Regions from separate parts of the Mus musculus genome. Here regions 1, 2, 3, 4, 5 and 6 are each linked to region 7. The links are chromatin contacts, called in public ChIA-PET, Hi-C, HiChIP or PLAC-seq and promoter capture Hi-C maps. All regions are on one chromosome and are shown on one strand. Each heading gives the region's core, a stretch centred on a gene start, on an enhancer-like site or on the middle of the called end of the contact. The rest is flanking DNA. Distances are from core to core; before and after follow the strand shown. Region 1 holds the start of Hdgfl2 (HDGF like 2). Region 2 holds the start of Zfp119a (zinc finger protein 119a). Region 3 holds the start of Zfp119b (zinc finger protein 119b). Region 4 holds the start of Mpnd (MPN domain containing). Region 5 holds the start of Sh3gl1 (SH3-domain GRB2-like 1). Region 6 holds the start of Plin5 (perilipin 5). Region 7 holds the start of Dus3l (dihydrouridine synthase 3-like (S. cerevisiae)).

The links. Promoter capture Hi-C pulls out the DNA fragments that hold promoters and counts their contacts. A called contact is a pair of places that touch in the nucleus more often than the background predicts. ChIA-PET counts read pairs in DNA pulled down with a chosen protein or histone mark. HiChIP or PLAC-seq counts read pairs in DNA pulled down with a chosen protein or histone mark. Capture Hi-C pulls out chosen DNA fragments and counts their contacts.
Region 1: a promoter capture Hi-C map of liver shows a contact between it and region 7, with 4 times the contacts expected there. The contact joins the promoter of Hdgfl2 here to the promoter of Dus3l in region 7. A contact is called at or near these places in 9 of 39 promoter capture datasets (the 3T3-L1 cell line, the C10 cell line, cranial neural crest and 5 more), 8 of 484 Hi-C or Micro-C datasets (B cells, CD4 T cells, muscle stem cells and 4 more), 7 of 115 datasets of contacts at active chromatin or transcription factors (T-cell acute lymphoblastic leukemia, astrocytes, bone marrow-derived macrophages and 4 more) and 2 of 9 other capture datasets (adipose tissue and liver).
Region 2: a promoter capture Hi-C map of pre-B cells shows a contact between it and region 7, with 4 times the contacts expected there. The contact joins the promoter of Zfp119a here to the promoter of Dus3l in region 7. A contact is called at or near these places in 5 of 39 promoter capture datasets (the C10 cell line, hippocampal neurons, liver and 1 more) and 1 of 9 other capture datasets (adipose tissue).
Region 3: a promoter capture Hi-C map of liver shows a contact between it and region 7, with 3 times the contacts expected there. The contact joins the promoter of Zfp119b here to the promoter of Dus3l in region 7. A contact is called at or near these places in 2 of 115 datasets of contacts at active chromatin or transcription factors (bone marrow-derived macrophages and pancreatic cancer cells) and 2 of 9 other capture datasets (adipose tissue and liver).
Region 4: a contact with region 7 is called in an RNA polymerase II ChIA-PET map of memory CD8 T cells, with 6 read pairs. The contact joins the promoter of Mpnd here to the promoter of Dus3l in region 7. A contact is called at or near these places in 1 of 484 Hi-C or Micro-C datasets (regulatory T cells) and 3 of 115 datasets of contacts at active chromatin or transcription factors (large pre-B cells, memory CD8 T cells and pancreatic cancer cells).
Region 5: a Hi-C map of B cells shows a contact between it and region 7, with 13 read pairs. The contact joins the promoter of Sh3gl1 here to the promoter of Dus3l in region 7. A contact is called at or near these places in 5 of 39 promoter capture datasets (cranial neural crest, hippocampal neurons, liver and 1 more), 5 of 484 Hi-C or Micro-C datasets (B cells, CD4 T cells, double positive thymocytes and 2 more) and 7 of 115 datasets of contacts at active chromatin or transcription factors (astrocytes, bone marrow-derived macrophages, cardiomyocytes and 4 more).
Region 6: an HNF4G HiChIP or PLAC-seq map of pancreatic cancer cells shows a contact between it and region 7. The contact joins the promoter of Plin5 here to the promoter of Dus3l in region 7. A contact is called at or near these places in 4 of 39 promoter capture datasets (cranial neural crest, embryonic stem cells, hippocampal neurons and 1 more), 3 of 115 datasets of contacts at active chromatin or transcription factors (bone marrow-derived macrophages, kidney and pancreatic cancer cells) and 3 of 9 other capture datasets (adipose tissue, macrophages and pancreatic islet).

What each region holds. Positions count from the first base shown.
Region 1 is chr17:56,078,326-56,081,959 of GRCm38.p6, reverse strand. Hdgfl2 (HDGF like 2) reads right to left here and starts at 2,329. Exons shown (of 16, transcript NM_008233.4): 1 at 2,134-2,329. The coding sequence starts at 2,205. It also overlaps a transcript of Ubxn6 not described here.
Region 2 is chr17:55,877,216-55,880,494 of GRCm38.p6, reverse strand. Zfp119a (zinc finger protein 119a) reads left to right here and starts at 1,542. Exons shown (of 4, transcript NM_144546.6): 1 at 1,542-1,635. The coding sequence starts at 1,633.
Region 3 is chr17:55,943,404-55,946,994 of GRCm38.p6, reverse strand. It overlaps Zfp119b (zinc finger protein 119b), which reads left to right and starts at 1,736. Exons shown (of 4, transcript NM_146249.4): 1 at 1,736-1,823. The coding sequence starts at 1,821.
Region 4 is chr17:56,007,093-56,010,757 of GRCm38.p6, reverse strand. Mpnd (MPN domain containing) reads right to left here and starts at 1,557. Exons shown (of 13, transcript NM_026530.5): 1 at 1,502-1,557; 2 at 1,172-1,428; 3 at 245-481. The coding sequence starts at 1,508. It overlaps Stap2 (signal transducing adaptor family member 2), which reads left to right and starts at 2,622. Exons shown (of 14, transcript NM_145934.3): 1 at 2,622-3,341.
Region 5 is chr17:56,035,237-56,038,826 of GRCm38.p6, reverse strand. It overlaps Sh3gl1 (SH3-domain GRB2-like 1), which reads left to right and starts at 2,190. Exons shown (of 10, transcript NM_013664.3): 1 at 2,190-2,412. The coding sequence starts at 2,368.
Region 6 is chr17:56,115,205-56,118,874 of GRCm38.p6, reverse strand. Plin5 (perilipin 5) reads left to right here and starts at 1,577. Exons shown (of 8, transcript NM_001077348.1): 1 at 1,577-1,792; 2 at 1,986-2,046; 3 at 2,422-2,617; 4 at 3,242-3,324; 5 at 3,602-3,670. The coding sequence starts at 1,749.
Region 7 is chr17:56,762,411-56,766,109 of GRCm38.p6, reverse strand. Dus3l (dihydrouridine synthase 3-like (S. cerevisiae)) reads right to left here and starts at 1,359. Exons shown (of 13, transcript NM_144858.2): 1 at 1,169-1,359; 2 at 318-585. The coding sequence starts at 1,254.

The sequences.
Region 1 (3,634 bases), core at 1,080-3,579, 690 kb after region 7:
ACACAAGTCTAGAGATCTGAACTCAGGTCCACTAAGCTATACATTATCTCCTTAGCCCCTTAATTTGGAATTAATGTTTTTCCTTTTAGACAGTCTCACTATGTAGCCTGGCTGTCCTCAAACTATGTAGACAAAGGTGGCCTGGTACTTGTCTCTGTCTCCTCAGCAATGGGGATTGGGATTGAAGGTAAGTACAACCATGCCTGGCTATGAAACCTGCACACTTATGTGCATCCTACTAACCTGTCTGCTACCCACAGTGATTATCTTTCCACCAAGAAGAAAGCTGGGCCCCCATACAGGTACTTAGGCCGAGCCAGGTCCAGTATAGTCCCCTGAAGCCCCTGGGGTGGGCCTAGGTTCAGCTTCTCCCCACTCCCGGGACTAGCCAATGACTGCCCCTCCTGGAAAAAAGGCCCAGTCTGTTCTTGTCCCAGAGGTAAATCTGGCAGCAACAGGGATGGAGATTTGGGGGAATGAGGTGGAGTGCTGAAGGAGCCAGGCCCAGAGCAACCCGGAAGTCCCACCCTCTTTGTGAAAGCCCATGGGTTCCAGCAGCTGTCAGTCACCTTCCCACAGGATGCTAGTAGCCCCTTCCCCTCCAATCAGGTGCTTGGAACTGTTCTCTCAGTGCTGGAGAAGGCTGGGAAGGGGGAAGGGACAAGAGCTTCATAGAGAGCAGAGGTAGACTAGTGAGGGCAGTGGCCAATGTAAAGTTTTGCTCCCCAGTCACCCCACTCACAGTGGGATTTCCCAGTGTTTAGCCACCCACCTCATCAACGCCGGGGGATGGCTGGATCCTCCCTAGCCTGCTCCTCAAACTCTGGTCCCTGGTGGCTGGATGCAGGATACCAGATGCAGAAGCATCCTCAAACCTGCCCTGCCGAGCCCTGCCAGGCTGCTTCTCCCAACGGTCCCACACCTCAGGAACTTATGGGGCCCTCTGGTCCTGACCTCTAGGAGTTACCTCCTGGGCTGGTTCCTGTTGAGCTTGCTCTTTGGCATCCCCATGGTAACTCCCTGCCGTATGGTCTTCCATTCCCACCCCCATGCAGACACAGCCAATCTAGCCTCTGTACTAAGACCTAGAGGCAACAAAACTCTGTTTCTATGCAACTGAACATGTGCACCAGGACTTGCAACGCTAGCCACCATCTGCACAACAAAAATTCCTTCAGTCCTGACACATGGATGCAGCTAACTTCAGCCCTGGAGTGATCTCTGTCCCAAGTCCTGGGGGCAGCAGAAGCCTTTGGGTCTCCGTGTATGTGCCAATTTTTGCCAGGGCCAGAATTCTACCACCTGCGCACCCAGGCTCTAAAAATCTACACTGCTTGACTCCAGCTTTCTCAAACAGGAAACCTCAAAGCCTCCTACCTCCAGCTTGAAGCTGCCTGTTCTCAGGTAAGCTACATACAGCCCACTGAATCCCTTTAAGGGCCGGACTCCAGGTCCCCAGAAAAGCTTTCTTCCAACCCTTGCCCTCATTTAGGTCATAGAGATAAGGTCCCTTTCCTTCCGCTGTATCCCGCTCCCCCATCCATCACGCGCAGCCTCTCTGGAAGAGACTCTTCCCATCATTTGACCCTTCCACTCCAATCCCAACGTGCCCATGTACCCTTTGAGCCCCACTACATCCCTCAGGCTCCACGACCCTGGGATCCCCTAAACGCATTTCTGACCTCTGGTACATTGGTCTCTCAGGCCCTGGACACCAAACCAAGTGACACAGGTTCCGGAGGAGGTCAAGGCTAGCACCACGGCCGTTCTCTGCAGGACTGTGGGTCTCTGAGACTCAGGACCTCACCATGCAGGTTACTCAGACCAAAACATTGCCACACCTCAATTCCAAAGGACCACGGGTCAGAGCCAGGATCCGGAACAGCGGAACACAAGTCCCTCAGACCAGGGACCTCCCCGAAGACGCACCAGACCCCAGGCACTGTGGTCCCGGAGGAAGGAGATTCCTCAACTCCAGAAAACCACAGTGCAGTCACCTGAGCCAGCAGCCCCAACCTCTCCTCAGCCTCCATTCCAGCCTCCCCGCGCGCGCCCGCCCGCCCGCCCGCCCGCGGCCCCTCTGCTCGGGGCCGCCAACTCCGCCGGGCCCGTCCACTCCACGCGCGGCCTCACCCGGGCCGGCCAGTGCGGGTAGCCCTTCATCTTGGCAAACACCAAGTCCCCGGGCTTGAAGGCGTGCGGCATGCTGTCGGCGGAGGCCCAGGCCGCGGGAAGCAGCAACGGCGGTGAGAGGCGAAGTCAGAGGCGGGAGTCGGACGCCTGAGGGGCGGAGGCGTCCGCACGGGCCGCCGGCCGGCGTCTACTTATTGGGTTCAGCACGACCGGAAGTCCCGCCCTCCCTTGGCTAGGGGCCGCCGTCGCCGTCGCTCATGACCACAGAGACGCGCGCGGGCCAATAAAGGGAGGGGTTGGATCAGAGCTAGTTAACGGGATTGGATAACGGAGCAGAAGCCAAGGGCGTGGACTAGGAGCCAGTGGGTGGGGCGGAGGGTGTCGGAGGTAAAAGACGAAAGGTTTAAGCGGCTACTGGGTGGAGCCTAGAGAGGAATGATGGGCGGGGCTTAGGTTGGGGATCGCTCAGGGGCGTGGCTCGCAGTCAGGATGTGGGGCGGGGTGAAGGGCATTAGACGAATTAGACGCAAAACGGACAGGGGCTTGACAGGGGCGTGGCTTAAGAGCTGCATGAGGCAGTGGCCTGTGGGTGAAAGGAAGACTGAAACTAATGACAAGCAGTGATGGGGCGGGGCCTAGCGAGGCCGGAACATACATAACAGTACTGAACAGGCCTTTGGACTCGGCCAGACGAAATATAAACAACCAATCAGCGTAGAAGACGGATTAACGACAGCCTTCCAAAAGGGCATCAGTGCAACTATGAAGCCCATTGGCTATAGCTCGACCAATGGCTGGACATGAAGACAAGTTCCACAGAACTCAGCAAACTCCCGCCAGGAGTTGGCAGAGGAAGGGGCGGTGATCAAGAAAGGTCAGGGCTGAGAAGGGGGCGGGACAGAGCTCACTTGTTTACTTTCATTATTTAAAATTTTTTTCTTTTTTTGTTGTCTATAATACATTACATATTTTCACTTTATACTTACAGCACCTTTATACTTTGACATTTTGCATTTTAATTATTCTTTTTGTTGTTGTTTTTTTGAGACAGGGTTTCTCTGTGTAGCCCTGGCTGTCCTGGAACTCACTCTGTGGACCAGGCTGGCCTGGACCTCAGAAATCCGCCTGCCTCTGCCTCCCAAGTGCTGGGATTAAAGGCGTGCGCCATCACTGCCCAGCCATTTTAATTATTCTTAATTTTATTTGGAGACAGGGTCTCACTCTGCTGTCCTCACTGGTGAGTGGGGGGTGGGGACAACTCCTTATATAGACCAGACTGGCTTCGAACTCACAGATGTACTCTTGCCTCTGTCTCCCCAGCTCTGGATCAAACATGTGTGCCACCGTGCCCTGCCTTAAAAATCTGTGTGCTGCCGGGCAGTGGTGGCTCACGCCTTTAATCCCAGCACTTGGGAGGCAGAGGCAGGCAGATTTCTGAGTTCGAAGCCAGCCCGGTCTACAGAGTGAGTTCCAGGACAGCCAAGGCTATACAGAGAAACCC
Region 2 (3,279 bases), core at 293-2,792, 890 kb after region 7:
AGTCACGGTACTATTACATACCTTAGTGTGACTCTAACCAAGCAAATGAAAGATCTGTATGACAAGAACTTCGAGTCCCTGAAGAAAGAAATGGAAGATCTCAGAAGATGGAATGATCTCCCATGCTCATGGATTGGCAGGATTAATATAGTAAAAATGGCCACCTTGCCCCATACAATCTACCGAGTCAATGTAATCCCCATCAAAATTCCAACTCAATTCTTCACACAGTTAGAAAGAGCAATTTGCAAATTCATCTGGAATAACAAAAAAAGTAAAACAAAACGAAACAGGATAATGAAAACTATTCTCAATGATAAAAGAAATTCTGGGGGAATTCACTATCCCTGACCTCAAGCTGTATTACAGAGCAATAGTGATAAAAACTGCATGGTATTGGTATAGAGACCGGCAGGTAGATCAATGGAACAGAATTGAAGACCCAGAAATGAACCCACACACCTATGGTCACTTGATCACACCCTGGTCACCTCCCCTTTGGGGGCCAGAATAGTTGGTGTTTGGGTTCATAGACCAAGCTGGTTTAAACTTTTTTTTTTTGGAGACAGGATTTCTTTGTGTATCCTCCCTGGCTGTCCTGGAATTACTAGGCTTAAACTTTTGATGTCCTGACTCCACTTCCCAAGTGCTGGCATAATGAGCCAGTGCAACCACTAAAGGCTGGGAATGTGTTAGTGTTTTGGCTACCAGTGTTTAGCTGAAAGAAGTGTGAGCAATTTAGATGAGTCTTTTTAAAAATGGATGATGCCTGGTGAATATCAACCAGGAGGTTTAAATTTGACCTGGATAGTCTGGATGCTCTTTTGGCTGTGAGGCAGGTGGATCACTCCACTTGAGGTTGTTTAGTGATCTGTGTATGCTAGAGACCTTGTGCCTAGATTAAGGAGCCTCCTGAGTGCAGCAGAGCAGGGACGACTGTGCAGTCCTGCTGTTAGGAAACATAATGGAGTGAGGTGAAGTAGCTTTGGCAGATCGAGCTGAAGTGTGTCCTGAGAAATTACGCCATGCATCTGGTGTAAAAAAGCTTTATTGGGGGGTGGGGGTTGGGGGACTGAGGTCCTGGCGAAGGGACAGAGGCAGAGAAGTGGGCATATGACAGGCAGAGAGAGAAAGGAGCGCACACCGGGAACAGAGAGACGGCCTGCCGAGTAGGGAGAGAGCTCCGGTGGCTGGTGGGTGGATACATTCATCCTGAAACAGACCGGGCGCGCCTGATGGCATCGGCAGGTGATGGCATCTGATGACAGAAGTCTCTGCTAGGTCCCCGAGAGTAGGCTTGTGGACCTGCCTGTACGCTAACAGGCGCAAGTTCTATGGCAATGCCTGTCTCTCCGCGTCTGAGACAGTTCTGTGCCTGAGCGGACACCAGGACTGGGAACCACTGTGCTGTGATACTTCACAGCCCTCGGTGACTAGGGGAGCTGTCACTCATTCCTTACTAGCCAATCACGGCCGCATGGATCCGCTAGCCAGAATGGGGAGAGCACTTCCGTTCCCTAATACTAAAGGTTCGGGCTCGGGTCTGAGGGAGGCTCTTGTGGTTCCGTGTCCTGGTCTGCCACCCGCTGCCGGGAGCTGTGAGGAGAGCGGGGCGAGCTCGGTCTCCACGCCATGGTGAGCGGGGCCGCCGTCCCCACGCGGGGAGGAGCCTTGGGAGACTGTGTGGGGTTCCTCCCGGGGTGCGGGAACCGGCGGTCAGACTCGCCGCCCGGCGTGATTGCGTTTGTTCACCTGAGGTCCCTGCACCTCCGGAGCGGAAGCCGGACGTCTGACTTCGATCCCGGGCTGCGCCTGCGCAGAGTGTGGGGCGCGGGTCCTGGAGTGAAAACATCCTTGTTGCTGACGTCACCATGCAGTGAGCGCCTCAGCTGCTTTTCCTGTGTCCAGGGAAGGCAGATGTGCTGACATGGAGAACCCTAGTTTCTCCGGTGTCTTCTACAAGTTCTGCACTTGGCACCTGAGGTTCTGATGTATGATCCGTCCGCAGTTAATTCTGTGCAGATGCAAAGTGTTTGCCATCGACACAGACTTGTAGATGCCTTGACCGTCCAGTAACGTGTGTTAGTAAGGCCAGGCTCACTGGGTTTCCTGGCCTCTTTCATCAACATTTACTCTATTTTAGTTGTGTGTTTTTTTTTCTTTTCTTTCTAAATTTTCTCTCATGTTCTGTTGATCTCTATTCTTTCCCAGGAAGTACTGTGCAGGCAGGTTTTCCCGGTTCTCTGAGAGAACTGGGTGGGGAGGGAAACAAGGGATAATAGCGAGCAATCAGAGAAAAGATACACACTTAAACCTGAGTTTGCAGGCCTCCAATTGTTTAATTTCTTCTTAGACAAGTTAGGGAAGGTTATTTTAAGGAAGCCTGTAACCCCTCTAGAGGAGTTAGTGTAGAGGAGTAAAGCTTTGTTCTCTTTATTTACTAAGACCAAACCTTCCTTGTTAGTTAGAAAAGACCTGTTCTGTCCCATAGTAAGGAGAAGTCTGCCTGCTCCTTCTGCTCTCTGCAGCTCTTTTTTTTTTCTCTTCCCTCTGCATTCTGTACATTGCTCTCATAGTTGTTTTTTTTTTTTTTTATGTTATCTATGGTTTCTAAGTTGTTCCACTCTGTATTCTCCTTCTAATCTTGCTCTCTCTTTCTGTTCAGATGTCACAAAAATGCTCTTATTCTCATTGCCTATATGATTTGATTTATGCCCCACAGGGTTGCCTTGGTCCAATCTTTCCTTCTTTGTAAAGGAAAAGTGTATTCTGAGCCCATGCATGTTGAGAAGTTATACTTTTTGTTTATTTTGATTTATAGAATTTGTATATTTTGAGTTTATATGATGTCAAAGTCAAGAGATTGCCCTTAGTATTCGACGAAACTTTAGACATTTAAACAGTGTTGGGACTGTGATATAATATGGAGATCTTTGAAATGAGAATAATTACATTTTGAATTATTGCTAGACTAGGAGCCTGTGATGGTTTGAATATGCTTGGCCCGTGGGAAGTGGCACTATTAGGAGGTTAGAGCCTCATCGGAAGAGGTGTGGCCTTGTTAGAGGAAGAGTGTGACTAAGAGGGTAGGCTTTACGGTCTGCTACAGCTCAAGCTTCACCCAGTGTAGAGAGCCTTTTCTTAGCTGCCTGTGGAAGAAAGTCTCCTGGTTGCAATTGGATCAAGGTTTAGAACTCTCAGCTCCTCTAGCGCCCTGTCTGCCTGCAGGCTGCCATGCTTTCTGCCATGATGATAATGGACTGGATCTCTGAAACTGTA
Region 3 (3,591 bases), core at 487-2,986, 820 kb after region 7:
AGAACAGACCACCACTCTTGACTCTAAATGCATGTGAGAAATTAGCAATTTGTGTCGGCCTTTTTTCAAAAGGTAGTTTAGCTAAAGGTGTTTCAATTATGGTTTTAAAAAAAATCAACTTTTGGTGCCATTAGTAGTTTATTATTCCCTATCATGTAGCTGTCATCTCCAATCTCTCCTACTCTTTCTTTCTCAGCACTAGCTGTCCATGAATTGATTCTTGGGTTCCTATTTTCATATGTGTTTTTGTTTAGGTTGGAGGTGGGTCTTTGGGGAGCTAGGCCTATCCAAGGCTTTCTCAGATGCCCCGATGAAAGCACCAAGGGATCATTGCTTTTGTGACCTCTCCAAGAGCAGACTTGGGAAGGTCTGGTCTGGTGCTTGGGCAAGCATCTTGAAGGAGTCAAAGGAACCACGGTCTTCAGTTATCAGTCTCATGGGTATCAGTCTCATGGCCAGTGTGTGCTCACTATGAGGTATCTATCCTGTGTCCTTCTAGCCAACATTGCTAAATTATCTTTCTGCTGACTGTCTCATTCTCCACCTATAGTGTATCAGAGCTGTATATCATCTGAAAAAACTTGCTTAACATGAGCCATCATGTTATGCAAGACATAGTGACCCCAAACTTTCTATTTTTGTCTTCTCCTCCCAGGTTCTCACCCTGGTCACCTCCCCTTTGGGGGCCAGAATAGTTGGTGTTTGGGTTCATAGACCAAGCTGGTTTAAACTTTTTTTTTTTTTGTGAGACAGGATTGCTTTGTGTATCCCTCCCTGGCTGTCCTGGAACTACTCTTTATACTAGGCTTAAACTTTTGATGTCCTGACTCCATTTCCCAAGTGCTGGCATGATGAGCCAGTGCAACCACTAAAGGCTGGGAATGTGTGTTTTGGCTACCAGTGTTTAACTGAGAGAAGTGTGAGCAATTTAGATGAGTCTTTTTAAAAAATGGTTGATGCCCGGTGAATATCAACCAGGAGGTTTAAATTTGACCTGGATAGTCTGGGTGCCCTTTTGGCTGTGAGGCAGGTGGATCACTCCACTTGAGGTTGTTTAGTGATCTGTGTATGCTAGAGACCTTGTGCCTAGATTAAATAGCCTCCTGGGTGCAGCAGAGCAGGGACGACTGCAGTCCTGCTGTTAGGAAACATTATATAGTAAGGTGAAGTAGCTTTGGCAGATCGAGCCGAAGTGTGTCCTGAGAAATTACGCCATGCATCTGGTGTAAAAAAACTTTATTGGGGGTGGGGGTTGGGGGACTGAGGTCCTGGGGAAGGGACAGAGGCAGAGAAGTGGACATGACAGACAGAGAGAGAAAGAAGCGCACACGGGGAACAGAGAGACGGCCTGCTGAGTAGGGAGAGAGCTCCGGTGGCTTAGGTGGATACATTCATCCTGAAACAGACCGGGCGCGCCTGGTGGCATCAGCAAATGATGGCATCTGATGACAGAAGTCTCTGCTAGGTCCCCGAGAGTAGGTTTGTGGACCTGCCTGTACGCTAACAGGCGCAAGTTCTGTGGCGATATGTCCCTGTCTCTCCGCGTCTGGGACAGTTCTGTGCCTGAGCGGAGACCAGGACTGGGAACCACTGTGCTGTGACACTTCACAGCCCTCGGTGTCTAGGGGAGCTGTCACTCATTCCTCACTAGCCAATCACGGCCGCATGGATCCGCTAGCCAGAATGGGGAGAGCACTTCCGTTCCCTAATACTAAAGGTTCGGGCTCGGGTCTGAGGGAGGCTCTTGTGGTTCTGTGTCCTGGTCTGCCACCCGCTGCCGGGAGCTGTGAGGAGAGCGGGGCGAGCTCGGTCTCCACGCCATGGTGAGCGGGGCCGCCGTCCCCACGCGGGGAGGAGCCGCGGGAGACTGTGTTGGGTTCCTCCCGGGGTGCGGGAACCGGCGGTCAGACTCGCCGCCCGGCGTGATTGCGTTTGTTCACCTGAGGTCCCTGCACCTCCGGAGCGGAAGCGCGACGTCTGACTTCGATCCCGGGCTGCGCCTGCGCAGAGTGTGGGGCGCGGGTCCTGGAGTGAAAACATCCTTGTTGCTGACGTCACCATGCAGTGAGCGCCTCAGCTGCTTTTCCTGTGTCCAGGGAAGGCAGATATGCTGACATGGAGAACCCTAGTTTCTCCGGTGTCTTCTACAAGTTCTGCACTTGGCACTTGATGTTCAGGAGTAGGATCCGTCCGCAGTTAGCTCTGTGCAGATGCAAAGTGTTTGCCATCGACACAGACTTGTAGATGCCTTGACCGTCCAGTAACGTGTGTTAGTAAGGCCAGGCTCACTGGGTTTCCTGGTCTCTTTCATCAACATTTACTCTATTTTACTTGTGTATTTTTTTTTTTTTCTGTCTAAGTTTGTTCTCATGTTCTGTTGATCTCTATTCTTTCCCAGGAAGTACTGTGCAGGCAGGTTTTTCCGGTTCCCTGAGAGAACTGGGTGGGGAGGGAAACAAGGGATAATACAGAGAAAAGATACATACTTAGATCTGAGTTTGGTCAGGCAGTGGTGGCGCACGCCTTTAATCCCAGCACTTGGGAGGCAGAGGCAGGTGGATTTCTGAGTTCGAGGCCAGCCTGGTCTACAGAGTGAGGTCCAGGACAGCCAGGGCTACACAGAGAATCCCTGTCTTGAAAAAGCCAAAACCAAACCAAACAAAAGAACAACAACAAACAGAAAAAACATAACAAAAAACCCCTGAGTTTGCAGGCCTCCAATTGTTTAATCTCTACTTAGACAAGGTAAGGAAGGTTATATTAAGAAAACCTGTATCCCAGCCAAAGGAGTTGTCTCTTCCCTATTTGGAAGAAATATTTTCTATCTTTTGTCTATCTGTCTGCTTATTTTTTTTTCTTGCTGTTTATATTTTCTTTCTTTATTGCAGCTGTTTGAGGTTTTGATGTCAGGTTATCGCTGTGTTTAGTATATGTCCAGTTTTGTGTGTTGATTATTTTTTTCATTCTTGGTTACTTATTTTCATCAGTTTCCTTTGGTATCAAAAATGGTGACACTTTTTATTGGGCATTTGTTGAATTTATAGCTCAAATTCTGCATTGTGATATTTTAGCATACTAGCCAAGATGGCAGCATACTACACAGTTGCTTTCTACTCAAGGTTAGGTCATTTCCTGCTAAGGTGAGGCCATCTTCCATCTTCTCAAAGGTTAAATGTAAAGTGCTACAGCCTTTTCCTTAGAAATACCCTTTTACGAGGTTGGCATAAACATAGAAGGAGATGGTACCTATGTCATGGTCTAGGCAGGTAGACCTCCCCACAGTTATGGAATAGAAGATAGATGTCCATGGCCTCAAGCAGAGACAGTTGATTCCATCCTTGTCTTACCATATAGATTGTATTGTGGAAGGCACGCTTTGTCATCTACCTATTTTACCTTCTCAGTCCTCAGACTCAAAGTATTGCTTTGCCTCATGTTATTCCAATTGAGTATGATCTGAGCTGTGATCAGACAGATCTCCTTGTTGGCTGGAATGTAAGACTTCCACATTTCAACTAGTTAAATAGTTGAATCACATTGAAAGCCTTGATAACCTTGTGTTGCACGTCTGCACAGCTAGAAATGCAGCTC
Region 4 (3,665 bases), core at 308-2,807, 760 kb after region 7:
CAGTCTCCCTGCAGCAGTTCCCTCTGCCAATAGTATTCATGACCCCCACCTCCTTCAGGATCAAAGCCCAAGTCCTCCGGGCAGCCCAGGAGGCCCTCCTGGCCTTGCTTGCCCCTCCCTGCCTTCCTCCTTCCCGTGCTTCAGAATTCAGGCCGTCTTGCTGAATCACATCAGACTCTATCTTGCCCCACGGCCTTTGCAACCTCATCCCCACAGCGCAAGGTGGAAGGCACGTACTTCCTACCTCATCGGCCGTAGCTACAGGCATATGTAGCTGGTGCCGGCGAAGCCAGGCGGCCTTGTATTTGTCCAGCTTCTGGCCCTTGTACTTGACAGAGGCCCAGCCACAGCCAGATTTCTTGGCTGGGTTGACGAGCTTCTTGCAGTGTGTGGCCCAGGCGCTGGGTGAGTTGAAGACTTGTCCAGTTTCCTGCCACACGATCCTGCCATCCAGCTGCAGGTCCCCAGTAAACTTCCTGCCCTGCAGCGACAGAGGGGGCTGAAACACTTCAGTCCTAGTGATTCCTAACTCCTTTCTCCCTGAGGCTTGGCGTCCTTGTTCTTCTAAGGCTCCCAAGAGGTACTGTCACAGGAACTCCATCTTTCACACCAGTACTCCTGGCACTCCACACCCAGATGCACAACTTTAAAATTAAGTAATGGCAGCCAGAGCAGGCATAACGGCCCAGGCCTGTCAGCCCAACTACTGGGGAAGCTGAGGCAGGAAGCACACAACTTCAGAACCTGCTTGGAATACTTAATAAGACTGTTCTCAGAGGTAGAACTCCTGCCTAAAATTCCCAAGTGAGGGGTTGGTTGGGTGCAAGGTCAGGAATTGACCCCCTGCTTAGAATCCCGCAGTGAGGGGGCTGGGGGCATAGTCAGGGGTAAAGCTCCCTTCCATTCTTGGTATCACAAAGAGTTTTTTGGGCGATCATTTTAAATAACAGTACACAGTTTTGAAGCCATCATCTTCATAGAGAGCCTGGGAAGGAAGGCCTCATTTTACAGATGGGGAAGCCGCAATCACACAGATTGGTTGCCCGCGGACACACCCAGATGGCAGTGGTTATAGCTATGTGGCATTGTGATTAACACGGTTCCTCTGGGCTTCAGTTTCTCTTTATACGCTAGCAGTGGAGGACATGAACGGTCTCCGGGGGTCGCTCACCAGGTAGTAGATGGATAGCACCCCCTCACCGGGCTCCAGCAGCTCGTCTTTGAGCAGCACCCGAAGCGTGACCGCGCGCCTCGTGAGCGCGCCCCCTAGGGCCATCCCAGGCCCTGCCGTGCCGCCTCCGCTGCCACCGAGGCTGCCGCTGCGCCCTCCGCTACCCGTCCCGCGCTCGGGGTCCTCGGCCTCCGCGTCGTCCTCATCCTCCTCCGGCGCCTCCTCGGCCGTGGCCCCGGGAGACAGAGACTCGGGAGCTGCAGCGAAATAGCAACTGGCTGCAGAGGTCGCGTCCCGCTGCCCCGTCCCCGCCTGCGCGGACCATCCTACCTGCCATGGACGCTGTGTCCCGGCACAGCCTCCTCCGAGTGAACGGGCTCCTCCCCGCGCGGGGACACAGCAGTCTATTGGTTACTGAAAATGGGTGGGGAGGTTTGGCCCGCCGGGGGCGGAGGGGATACGGAGCGGTTGGGTTGTGCTTGCACTGGAGTTGGAGCGATCCGGTGCAATTTGGCGAAACTAAAGCTGGAGGTTGGGGGAGACCTGGAGAAGGAAACAGGCCCAGGACCTTCTCATTCAGGGACTAGAGATACCATACTCGAGGCCACCAGCTACTAGGTTGCAACTTTGATCCCTGAGCAGGAGTGGCTCAGCTTTCAGGAAAGAGATGGAAACCTTAGGTCTTGGGCCTGCCCACGCGCAGTTAAAGAAATGAGGGAAGACCTTGGGACACAAGGGAAACTGAAGCAGATGGTGAACTAGAGGGAAAAACAGACTCAGGACGCCGCCCCCCATCCCCTGCTCTCAGGGGGACTATACTCCCTTAGTGGGGCTGCATCCTGGAGCTCATGATTCCCTCAGCCTACAGCAGCGATGAAGGAAGCTGCTAGTGAGGCTAGTGCGCTAGCTAAAGGCAGAGCCCTTGATGGTTGGGAGCAGGGAAGAAACAGGTTTGTAAGAAATGTAGAGCCGCTTTAGGAAAGCAGCTGCGCGTTATAGCTGGATCGAAAGGTCTGAGCCTGGCCAGCTTTAGCCTTTCTAGGGTTAACTCAGCCCAATGGCAGTTCTCATCAGCCAATCACCAGGTGCCTCCAGCATCCAATCAGCGACAAGGGATGGTTCCCACTCAGCCAATCGGCGTTCACGTGTAATCAGCGAGCGGGAAGGGGCGGTGTTACTAGGCGCCCAAGGCCCTGGGCCTTTGTTCTCATCCTGATTTGTCCTTCATCACAGATTACCCCAACCCAGGGAGGTCTGAAAATCCGGGTGGCCTCAAACTGGGGAAAGAGGCAGGATGCTCTGGAAAGGTCTGAGTAATGAGAATCATTCTTTTTTTTTTTTAAGATTTGTTTATTTATTTATTATATGTAAGTACACTGTAGCTGTCCTCAGACACTCCAGAAGAGGGAGTCAGATCTCGTTATGGATGGTTGTGAGCCACCATGTGGTTGCTGGGATTTGAACTCCTGACCTTCGGAAGAACAGTCGGGTGCTCTTACCCACTGAGCCATCTCACCAGTCCGAGAACCACTCTTCCCTTAGCCCAGGCCACCAGACTTTGGGCTCCATAGTTTACCGCTTCCAAGTCCCGGCACAATATGCAGGTCTAACCATCTTGTAAACAGGCAAAGCCTTGAGAGAGGCTCCAAGTTCTGCTCACTGGACGTTTTCATCCTGTTTATCTTCCACCTCGATCCAAAAGGGACTTTTCTATGATGTAACTACTGCCACATCCTATCCTTGCGCTACAACAGTCCTTGGCTCCCGGCTAATTTTTCTTTTCCTTCCTTCCACTTGCAGTGATCCTCCTGCTCAGCCCCCTCCTGCTTACGTCATAGGCTTGCATCCCCACACCTAGCTCCCCTGTGGCCTTTGACACTTTGAAGCAACTACTGTGGCTTGACAATGTACAGAAACCTAAAGATAACATTGGTTGAAGATAAAGGAAGGTTGTGCCACTCACAGCCACTATCTGGGTCCCCATCTCCACCCTTTTACCTGTGTAAAGTCCAGGTGCCCTAGCTGGGAACTGAAGAAAATGAGTTCACAATCTGTTCTGCCTTTGCCTTTTGAAAATAGCATCTCGCAGGGCAGTGGTGGCCTGTGATCCTAGCACTTGGGAGGCAGAAGCCGGTGGATTTCTAAATTCAACGCCAGCCTGGTCTACAGAGTGAGTTCCAGGACAGCCAGGGCAATTCAGAGAAATCCTGTCTTGAACCTCCGCCACCCCCCACCCCCCCATCCCCAAAATAGCATCTCAGGCAGACCGCACTAGACTCAAGTTACTATGTAACTACGGCTGCTCCGGTCTCTTCCTCCCAAGTTCTGGGAAAACCCAAATGTACTACCACGCCTGGCCAAATTTACAATTACACACTGATCAATTGTACTGGAATTGACCTTAGAGCCTTGTCCTAGCCAGGAGCCAGGTACACTACCACCACAAGCCAGGCGCCCAGGCCCTCTCAAGACCGTTCTTAGTGGGGGGCCTGGG
Region 5 (3,590 bases), core at 941-3,440, 730 kb after region 7:
CACCCTTGAGGGAGTCTTGTGAGTTGCTGGTGGGCGGTGGGCGTGCCAGGAAACCCTGGCTGGCATCCAGTTCTGTTTCGGAAAGGAGACATGGTGTCCCAGGCCTGTTATTGCAGCACTAAGAGAGGAGAGGCCGGTTTATGTTACCCTGTCTCAAAAAAACAAAAGAAACAGAAACTACTCATACTCCAAACTTTTTATAAAGACTCCTGGATTCAGGAGCAGTAAAGATGGCACATACATATTTTTTGATCTACTGCAGTACAACCCTTTGAGTCATTTGGAACCTTCCAGTAATCTCTGGGTTCATGAAACCACCCCAACTTTTCACCAATTTCAACCCTAGCCATTTTCCTGTGTCTGCTTTAGGATTTATTTACTCATTACCTCCATTCATTATTAATCTCCAGGTCATGCTTGCCTGGTCTGTAACTGGTTATGTAGTCCAGACTGGCCGCAAACTCGGAGACCCATCTGCTCTGCTTCTCAGGGGCTTGGGTTAAAGGTGTGTGCATTGCCACACCTGGCATATTCTATATAGTTTTTGAAATTTGTAACAGTTGATAGAAGGGTTAAGGTACATATGTCAACCTGGGGAGACTTCATTGAAGAGATATTGTCTTAGTTAGGGTTTTACTAATGTGAACAGACATCATGACCAAGGCAACTCTTATAAGAACAACGTTTAGGGGGCTGGAGAGATGGCTCAGCGGGTAAGAGCACTGATTGCTCTTCCAAAGGTCATGAGTTCAAATCCCAGCAACCACATGGTAGCTCACAACCATCCTTAATAAGATCTGATGCCCTCTTCTGGTGTGTCTGAAGACAGCTACAGTGTACTTAGATATAATAATAAAATAAATCTAAAAAAAAAAAAACAATGTTTAATTGGGACTGGCTTACAGGTTCAGAGATTCAGTTCATTATCATCCAGGCGGGAACATAGCAATATCCAGGCAGACATGGTGAAGGTGGAGCTGAGAGTTCTACATCTTCATCTGAGGGCTGCTAGCAGAATACTGGCTTCCAGGCAGCTAGGATGAGGGTCTTAAAGCTCACACCCACAGTGACACACCTACTCCAGCAGGGGCACAACTTCTAATAGTGCCACTCCCTGGTCTGAGCATATACAAGCCATCACAGATATCATTCAATTAGAGTCCTCTTTCTGTCTTAATGATGAGAGGAAGCTCACTGCAGGGCTAATGCGCAAAAAAGCAATGATGTCCTATAGCTGGTACATGACAGGAATGAACCAATGGAACTCGAAATAGGAGATAGCTACAGTCTGAGCGAACTATTTTGAAAATATGTTTCTAGTGGGGCTCATTGGTGCACACCTGTGATTTAGCACTTGGGACGTGGAGGAGCTTGGACAGGAGTTCAAGGTCATCCTTGGTTATACAGTAAGTTTGAGGCTTAGCCTGGGTTATGCAATATCTGCTCTGAAATAAAGTTATGAAGAAGGAAATAAAGGACTCTCTTTTCTAGTTGTATCCTCAGCGATTTATTAGAAGGGAGACACTGAAGGAAGGACCCCAGAGAGAAGGCTGGTGGCGTGTTAGCATTTGGGCCTCTGCCGGGATTAAAGGCGTACATGCATCACCACTGGCATACCTCATATTAATTTTTAAGTTATGGGTATATATGTGACCCGGTGTACTTGAGAGCAGTTGAAGGAGGCCAGGAAAGGGCTGTGACCCGGAGCTGGAGTTACAGACAGCTAGCTATGAGCAAGCAGCCTGATGTGGATGCGAGGAACTGAACTCCCGATGTCAGCCAGGGCAGCAAGCACTTTTACCTGGAGAACCAACCGTTCCTCTAGCCCCTAAGATATTCCATTTTACCTCGCTTTGTCTTTATTACACTCTCGCTGGCAAATTCCGCTCCGCTTTCTCCACGCACAAATAAAATATTAATTAATTAAAACTGACTTTTGGCTTTATATCTACTCCTGGACTCTAGAGGGAGCTGCATCATGCGTACACGCGCACGTACACAGATTTCTGGCCTCTCTAGGCGCCCCCTCATCTCGTTGGTGTGGGAGGGTTTCCGCCGTTCCTCCCCCGGCAATGCTCTTTCTGTCCTCCAGGGGGCGCGCACGCGCAGAGAGGCGGAGCGCGCGCAGATGCCGTTGTAGGGTGGGGTGAGGCGATATGGGGGCGTCACCGGAAGTGTGCGGTTGCCATGTAATATCCCGGCCGCGCGTGCGCGCTAGCCGGCCGAGGTGGCTTCGGGGCGGGGGCGCAGAGCTGGCAAGCTGATTTGGCGGTGGCGGCGCCGACCTGCGCGCGGAGGAAAGAAGTCGGTTCGGCGGCGCCGGCGGAAACCGGAGTTCGAGCGGGAGGCCTGACGGCGGCAGGCGGCATGTCGGTGGCGGGGCTGAAGAAGCAGTTCTACAAGGCGAGCCAGGTGAGGCGAGGCCAGGCGATCTGGTCTCGGGCCTGCCTTTGGGGACCGCAGACGAGCCGAGCTGGCTTCCCTTGGGCTAGCGGGGAAGGGGAGACCGGGTCCCCGTGCTTTGAAGAGGGACACCGGGTGTGCGCGTCTAGGCGGCTTTCAGAAAGCTCTGGAGGGCCGGCGAAAGGGCTTCATTGAGAGGGGCTTGCCGCCAGGCTTTACAACGTAAGTTCGATTCCTGGGATCGCAGCATGGAAGGCAAGCCCCCCCCCCCCCAAAGTCTCCAGGCTATGCTTCCGAGACTCTCACCACATAGCCTCAGGCCACAGAAAATGTTTGTCTAGGTTGATATCCAAAAAAACCAAGTCCACACAGGGCTTAAAAAATAATCAGTGTCCCATTCTTCTTTTCCCTCTCCGGTGTCTGTAAGACGGATTGAAAAAAAAAAAACCTAAAAAACCAAAAACAAACATTCTCGCTCACTGGGTGTTATACATCATTAATCCCTGCACACTTGAGGCAGTCAGGTAAGCAGATCTCTGAGTTTGAGGCCAGCCAGGGTTACGTAACATAAGGAGACCCTGTCTCAAAAATGAAAGAAAAATCTCTTGGTAGACACTGTGGCAAGTTGAAAAGAGACAGTGAAAAGTAATTTTCCAGGCTTCTGCAGTTTACAAAATGTGTCAGGTTTGTGTCCCTATTTCTAAAACATATGTATGCTTCTTTGAAAGATACGTTTTTGTTGGCTGTACCATACTATAGATTCCTATAGGTACTTGGTGGTTTGGGTTTAGTGTTTAATCGATCCGATCATGACTCTGAACTGAAATTCTCCTTTCTGGTTGTGTTGACATTCAGGAGTTCTGTAGGGTGGGCATCCTGGCCTCCGTTGTATAAACATTGAGAACCCTACCCCAGGCAGGCAGGCGCTCCTTTCAGACATCCTATAGTGTAATGTCCCTCTGGAACTTTTGGGGGGTTTTTTGAGGCCAAGTTTTGCTCGTAGTCCAGGCTGGCCCAGAATTTTCCATCTTCCTGCCTCTCAGGCGCTGGGATGACAGGATACCTTTGTGTGTTGAAGGTTTTATATTTGCCTTGAACTCCTGGGCTCAAGTGAGCCTGTTCCCTCAGCTCTGTCAGGTTTCTGCTTGAGAAAACCCTTGTTGTCTCATCTCTGTCTCAGTCAGGCC
Region 6 (3,670 bases), core at 328-2,827, 650 kb after region 7:
CCTAGGGTGATTTGAGCTCATGATTCTCCTGTCTCCACCTTGTGGCTCTGGGTGACAAGCATATGACTGGGCAAAACTAGGCTTCTCACCCCAGTCCTGCAGAGGGAGCTGGGGAGAGTGGGTTAAAACTTGGGTCTCAGTTTGCTGATCTGTAAAATGGGGTCAGAACTGACAGGCTTAACAGCTCTCAGGATTAAACAGCAGATTAAAAATAAGATGGAGGCCAGAGAGACCACCCATGGCTTAACAGCTCAGGCTGGAGTTCCAGTCCCAGCATCCACATGATAGCTCAAGGTCACATGTTACTCCAGTCACAGGGGGTCTGTCAACTTTACTGGCCTCTGTGGGGATCAGGCATCTGTGGATCATGACAGATGGAACATATCAACAAAACACCAGGACACATAGACGTAATAATAATAATAACAAAGGAAGTGGGCCTCAGAAGGCAGTCAGCCGAGCACCCACAGATCTGGGTTCACGCCCAGCACCACATAAACATGTGTGGTGTGGCACATCTGTTGTCTTAGCCACTGGGTGGTGCGTTCAAGGTCATCCTTGGCTATGTGGTTACTTTGAGGCTATCCTGGGCTATATAGTGAGTTCTGGTCAAGTCTTGACTACAGAGAGAGAGTCTGAATCAAACAAAACAAACGGAAAAGACTGAAGAATGAGAAAGTCGCCGGGCGTGGTGGCTCATGCCTTTAATCCCAGCACTTGGGAGGCAGAGGCAAGGTGGATTTCTGAGTTCGAGGCCAACCTGATCTACAAAATGAGTTCCAGGATAGCCAGAGAAAACCTGTCACAAAAAACAAAACAAAACAAAACAAAAAAAAAACAACAAAAGAAGAAGGAGGAGGAGGAGGAGAAAAAAGGAGGAGGAGAAAAAAGAGGAGAAGGAGAAGGAGAAGGAGAAGGAGAAGGAGAAGGAGAAGGAGAAAGAAGAAGAAAAGTCCTCAGTCGCCGGGCGGATTTCTGAGTTCGAGGCCAGCCTGTTCGGTCTACAGAGTGAGTTCCAGGACAGCCAGAGCGATACAGAGAAACCCTGTCTCGAAAAAACCAACCAACCAACCAACCAAAAACCAACCAACCAACCAACCAACCAATCAAACAAACAAACAACAACAACAAAAAGAAAGTCCTCAGTCCTAGTCTGAGGTCAGCCATGGTGACTGGACCAGGATTCAGCGTCCCTGAGCCGCTATGGCAACCATGGCGCCTGTGGGGGGCGGGGAAGCTCCAGATCCACCCCCGGCGGCGCCTCATTGGCTCGCGTGCGGAGGCCCCACCCAGACCTGCTATAAGGACGGAGGGCTGACTCAGGTGGGAGCGCCGGGGGGCGGATACACGCGGGATCTGAGCTCTGCACCCAGGTGAGGGCGCAGGCGAGGGTAGAGGGTGGGGTAGGGATGGCCCTGACCCAAACTCGGCAGGGTGGAAGTGGCGGGGGTGAATGCGAGGAGCCACAGGCACAGCAGGTGGCAGGACCCTTGGCCCAGTGGGCCCGGGCCCAGGACCCAGTTGGGCGGGGCCCAGGCGCAGAGGACAGTGGGACGGCCATGGTGGGGATACATAGGGCATGAGCCCTGAGGTCAGCGTCCCTGTCACCGTGGACAGCTGAGGGTGACCTCGGAGCTCCACGTGCAATCTTTGCCTCAACTTTCCTGCCCGTCAAAGGGATCTGATTCTCTGACCGCTGCCCCCACCTCTGCAACGGGGGCTGGTGTGCGGGTCTGTCCCTACTGGAAATGGACCAGAGAGGTGAAGACACCACCCTAGCGCCACACAGCAGGTAATGACATTTGAACTCATCCTCGTCCCACCAGGGCCCACGCCTGTCCTCCCACAAAGTCATAGATTTTTCATTGTATACCTTCTGTGTGTTGGGCCTTGTACATGCCTTGCTGATGGACCCCAGAATACTCCACAGGGCTGACTCTCAGGGTTTCCCTCTCTTTCTGTGTCTTACCCCCCCCTCCCCCCAGAATGTCCGGTGATCAGACAGCTCAGGACCCTGGATCCAGCCTGGGAGAACTGGACCAGCAGGTAAAGAAGGACGACAGCAGGGGGCTGGGGGGTTCGTGGCTGGGTCCCTGCCCGACCAAGGTCCAGTCCCTTCTCATAGCTCCAGGTGTCACCTATTGTAGTCACTACAGTGATAGCATCAAACTTAGGGTACAATTACACCTGTGGGGAAACTAAGGCCCCAAGCAGTCAGGTCTTTCTCCAGACCTGTGTGCAGGTCACCCAAACAGCCCCCCTTCCCGCCCTGGCCTCATCTGTAGGTCCAGAAGTTGCCCTGTTGCTGTGTGTGTGCTGCATGCTGCAGCCTTTGGTAGGCGACCTGCTTTGTGTCCCCCAGCCTAGCACAATGAAGGGAATCGGGGTATGGCTGTGCCCTGATGTAACTGTTCTCTGCAGAATGTGGTGAATCGAGTGGTGGCTTTGCCCCTGGTCAAGGCCACGTGCACTGCCGTGTCCAGTGCTTACAACTCGGCCAAGGACAGGCACCCGCTGCTGGGCTCCGCCTGCCGCCTTGCTGAGCACTGTGTGTGTAGTGTGACTACCTGTGCCCTGGACCACGCACAGCCACTGCTGGAGCACCTGCAGCCCCAGTGTGAGTCTAAGTCCCTACCATAGTCCCTACCACCTTGGTCTGTAGTCAGTCTCTGCTATCTTCAGAACCAGGTGTCCCTCCCAGGCCCATTCACAAATGCTTCCCCACACCTCTCTTTTTAAAAAATTTCTGAGTTAGGGTTTTGCTCTGTAGCCCAGATTGGCCTGAAATGCTCAGCAATCCTCCTGCCTCAGCCTTCTGAGTGCTGGGATGATGCACCACCACACGGTTTATGCTGTGCTGGGATCGACTCCACACGTAGTGAGTCCAAATCCCTTCTTGGGTCCTCTCTAGGTCCCTAATTCTGTCCACCCCCCTGCCCTTTCCAACCTTCGGGGTCATCCTTGTCTCCTAAGGTCAGGTCACTGGTTCAGAGCTCCCACCTGACTTGACAAGAAACCCTTGACTGACTGTGTGACTGAAGAAGTAGTTCCCTGTGGGCTCCCAACTTTTCTGTTGTTCCCAAGACTCTGAGTCCGGTTGAACTGAGAGACCCAGCAGAGGATGGGAGAAACTGGGCTCAATTGCTAGAATGCCACAGATCCCCTGTGGTCTCACCTTCTCTGCCATGTCCCTCCTGTCAGAAAGCTTCACACCTGCCCACTGCTCTCCCTCTCTCTTCAGTGGCCACAGTGAATGATCTTGCCTGCAGGGGACTAGACAAATTGGAAGAGAAGCTGCCCTTCCTGCAGCAGCCATCAGACATGGTACTAGAGATGACCAGGCCTTTGGGGCACCCCTTAGGGTGAAGAGTGAGGGAGAGTGAGAACTTGGAGGGAATCAGGCATGTATGATGTATCAAATAGGTTGGGCATTGGCTCTGGCTGCCCAGAGGGGGAGGGCTTTAGGGCTGTCTATTTAATGGAGGGAAACTGAAGCACAGAACTAAGGTTCAGAGATCTTTGAGATTTCTTCTCAAGGACTGTTAGGGGTAAACAGAGTCACTAGCCCACAGCATCCAGAGTGACCCCATTTTTCCTGCAGGTGGTGACATCAGCCAAGGATACAGTGGCCAAAAGTGTCACAGGCATGGTGGACCTGGCCCAAAGGGGC
Region 7 (3,699 bases), core at 110-2,609:
AAGGTAAATTGAAATAGCTGAGCACATCTTTAATCCCAGAACTTGGGAGTGCTCTCTGAGTTCAGGACCAGCCTAGTTTACAGAGTGAGTTCCAGGTCAGCCAGGGCTACACAGAGAAACCCTGTCTCAAAAAAACCAAAAATAAATAAATTCAAGTGTGATGTGTAGATAGGCTGAGGGTCAATGACTTTGAAGGCAGCACCAGGGGCCAAGGCAAGGCACTACTAGGTCGAGTCCCTGTAGGTCAAGGGTCATATATATTTGTCACAGCACAGCATCTTCAGACTTTAAGCCAAGCCTGTAGAGCCACCCCTCACCTGGAGGAAGGACGGGCAGAGCCTGTCCTTGTCGTAGTGTGCTGGCTTCACATGGGGCCGGCTTTTGTTTTGGCCACGGGCCCTCTTGGGCACCTGCCTTTCACGGGATTCAATTGCCACCTCTGTCTTCCCATTTTCCTGCCCATCTTCCAGGCGAATTCTTTTGGCCCCTGGCTCAGCTGGGTCTCCTGTGGGCACTTCCTGGCATGCACCCTCCTGCTTGTCTCCATCCAGATATTCGTGGAACCGTTCTTTGGTTGTGCGGTACCTGCCAGAGCGGGAGAGGCTCGATGTGCACAGGGAAAGGGGCTTGGGGGCTAATGCCAAGCTCACGTGCTCCTGCTTGCAGGAAGCTTTCCCTACTTAGAACCAGCCAGTTTTCACCCAGTGCCACGGGGACACCTGTTTTACACTTGAAGGAGCCATTTGTGTCTCTGCTCTGAGAACTGAATTGCCTTAAGGGTTGCGACACACAAATATCAATATCCTTGGTAGGCTACGAAGGAACTACAAACCCCAGCATGCTTGGCAGCGAGACTCAAGCTACCACCCTTCCCAGGTCTTTCGCTGCGAGCCATTTTTTTTTCCCTCGTGGAGACTACAAGCCCCACCATGCACCTCGGGCCCTGCTTCTGGTTCCCCAAAGCTGCCTATGTGCACAGCCGGCCTCATGGCTTGTGACAACCAACACATGTTACACTCGTGTGTCAGCAGAAGGTAGGTAAAGACTTTGGCGCCTCCGGGATGCCGCTCTCCAGGATGCCGCCACACCTCCCAGCATGCACCACTCGCACCCGCCACGGACGCCGGGAAGGCCACATCAGCTTCGCTGACGGGCGCCAGCGACTCACTGAGCTTTAATGGGCGCCACCCCCCGTTCGCACGCGCCAACCCCGGAGTCACCGCCACCACCGCTCTCCGCTGCCGTCTCCGCCATCGATGCCCCTCACACCAGCTCTGGAGTGTGGCAGGAAAGTCTTCCGGGTCGCTCGTGTCCTCTGGAGCCTACAGAAAGAAATGCGCACGCTCAGACTACAGCAATGCTGCTAAGGCGCGCGTGCGCACGACCGTGGGGGCGGGGGGGGGGGGGGCCAAGGCTGCGCAGGAAACGGAAGTGCTCAAGGGTCCCGGAGGGGTTCTTGTCGGTCATCCGTGGGTCACTCTTGATCCGTGGAAGTGAATCTGGGGGTGTGGGTGTGGGTGCAGCTCACACTCACCTACTCTGCTTCTGTCCCTTTTACAAACGAGTCTGTTATTTTATAATAAAAAACCGCAGCCCGAGCGGTGTTGCGCACGCCTTTAATCCCAGCACTGGGGAGATCGAGTCAGGTGAATCATGAGTTCGAGGCCAGCCTGGTCTATAGAGTGAGGTCCAGAACAGCCTGAGCTACTCAGAGAAACCGTGTCTCAGAAGACAAACAAAAAATACCAACAGCTTTGAAGGATCAAATGACTTCACGGGGACACGCTGTCCTTTGACAGTGCCCTTCGTGAGCCACTGTGGCCCATAAACGCGTGGCAATTTGAATTATTTTTATTGTACTGCCTTTTCTTTTCTTTTTTCTTTTTTTTTTTTTTTTTGAGACAGCGTCTCACTATGTAGCCCAGGCAAGCCTCAAACTCAGAAATCCTCCTGCCTCTGCCTCCCAAGTGCTGGGATTAAAGGTGTGTGCCAGCGTTACTTTGAAAGTGACATTTACTCATCTATTGTGTGTGTGTGGGTCTCCTGTGTGTCACCCTTATGTGGAGGTCATATGACAATGGGGGGCGGGGGTCCCTGCATCCCCATGTCGGTCCCGGGATTGAACTCAGCCCCTTGAGCCTGACATCAGGCACTTCTCCGATCCTGCAATTACTATTTTAATAAAAATGTGCTTAAACATGTAAGAACAGCACTTGGGTGGATCGGGAGGTAGTGTTTTGTTTTTGTTTTGGTTTTTTTTTTTTTGGGGGGGGGGGAGGGGGTCGAGACAGGGTTTCTCTGTATAGCCCTGGCAGTCCTGGTGTTTGAGGCCAGCCTGAGCTACATGTCTCAACCAAAGCCAAGTCAAACCAATCAGTATTTAAATTTATTTAATTCATGGAGATGGGGGTCTCACCCTGTAGCCCAGGCTGTCCCGCAACGCACGAACTAGACTCTGCTGGTTGTATAACATAAGGGGAAACAGGCCCAGAGAGGTAAAGCGATTAATTAGCCTTAGACCACAATAGCACCCTGTTTGCGCCATTGCTCTCTACCGTCCCTACTGGGCAAGATGGGAATAACAATGCATTTTAAGGCTGAGGCTCCTTTGTAGCGTCTACAATTGGGTTGTGATAAGGACACGCTCTTGGAAGAAACAGGGCTGCAAAGGGCAACGACAGAAACAAGATCCCTTCCTCAAAGCAACTCCGTCCTCTTCTGTGCAAGGCAACCCAGGCTGGCTTCCCGCAGGAGGCGTGACAGCCTGGCAGTTGATAACTGTGAAACCGTACAGACCGTTAACCATGAGGTGCAGCATTCATGGTGATGTGAATACAATGGTGCTGGATCCTTACGGGGAGCTCAGCAGCTAGTGAGGGTTTACTGTCCGCCAGGCCCGGTTCCAACCCTGAGCACAGACTAGCATCTGGGCCTCCATTTCTCCTCCTACCCCACCCCTAGTCCTTCCGCGTCCAAGGATGACCTACTCCGTACCCTTTTGAGAACCAGCCTTCCGTCCTAGTCTCCTCCAGGTACACCATTCCACCTAACACGGAAAATAGAGCCCCCCCCCTTTCCTCCTCGGCCAGTTTCCACACCCGAGTCCCCTGGCAACGTGCCTCCGGGAGAGTCTGTGGCTCCCTGAACTGAGGGATCCAGATAGCCCCCTGGAACTACAGCTCCAGCCTGATCTCAGCTGACACCAGGAAGTGAGGGAGGCAGGTGGCTGTGGCCCTGCTAGCACTGGAGACCTGGGCACCAAGTGGGGGCAGGGAAGACCGAAGGGCCCCACTGCTGCCTCCTCCCCTATTCCTCTCTGTGTGTCTCTTCTATTCTTCCTCAACGGTTTTATTTTATTTTTATTTTTTTAAGATAAGGTCTCAGGTAGCACAGACTAGTCTCCAACTCACTATTGCCAGAAATGACCTTGAATCCCTGATTCTCCTTCCTCCACCTCTCAAAGTGTGTCTGCCACCATACTTGACATTCTCTTTCCTGTCTCTCATTTTTGTCCTTTTGTGACAAAGACTCGCTTTCCATTCCAAGGCAACCCCAAACTCACGGCAATGCCCCTGCCTCATCTTCCCAAATGGCCTGGCTTTACAGGCTAGGCTCCCTCCTTTTCTGTCTCCAGTTCTGTGTTCACCTGGGTACCCCCACCCCCACCTCTGGGCCGCCCCTCCCCCCCCTCCTTAGGTC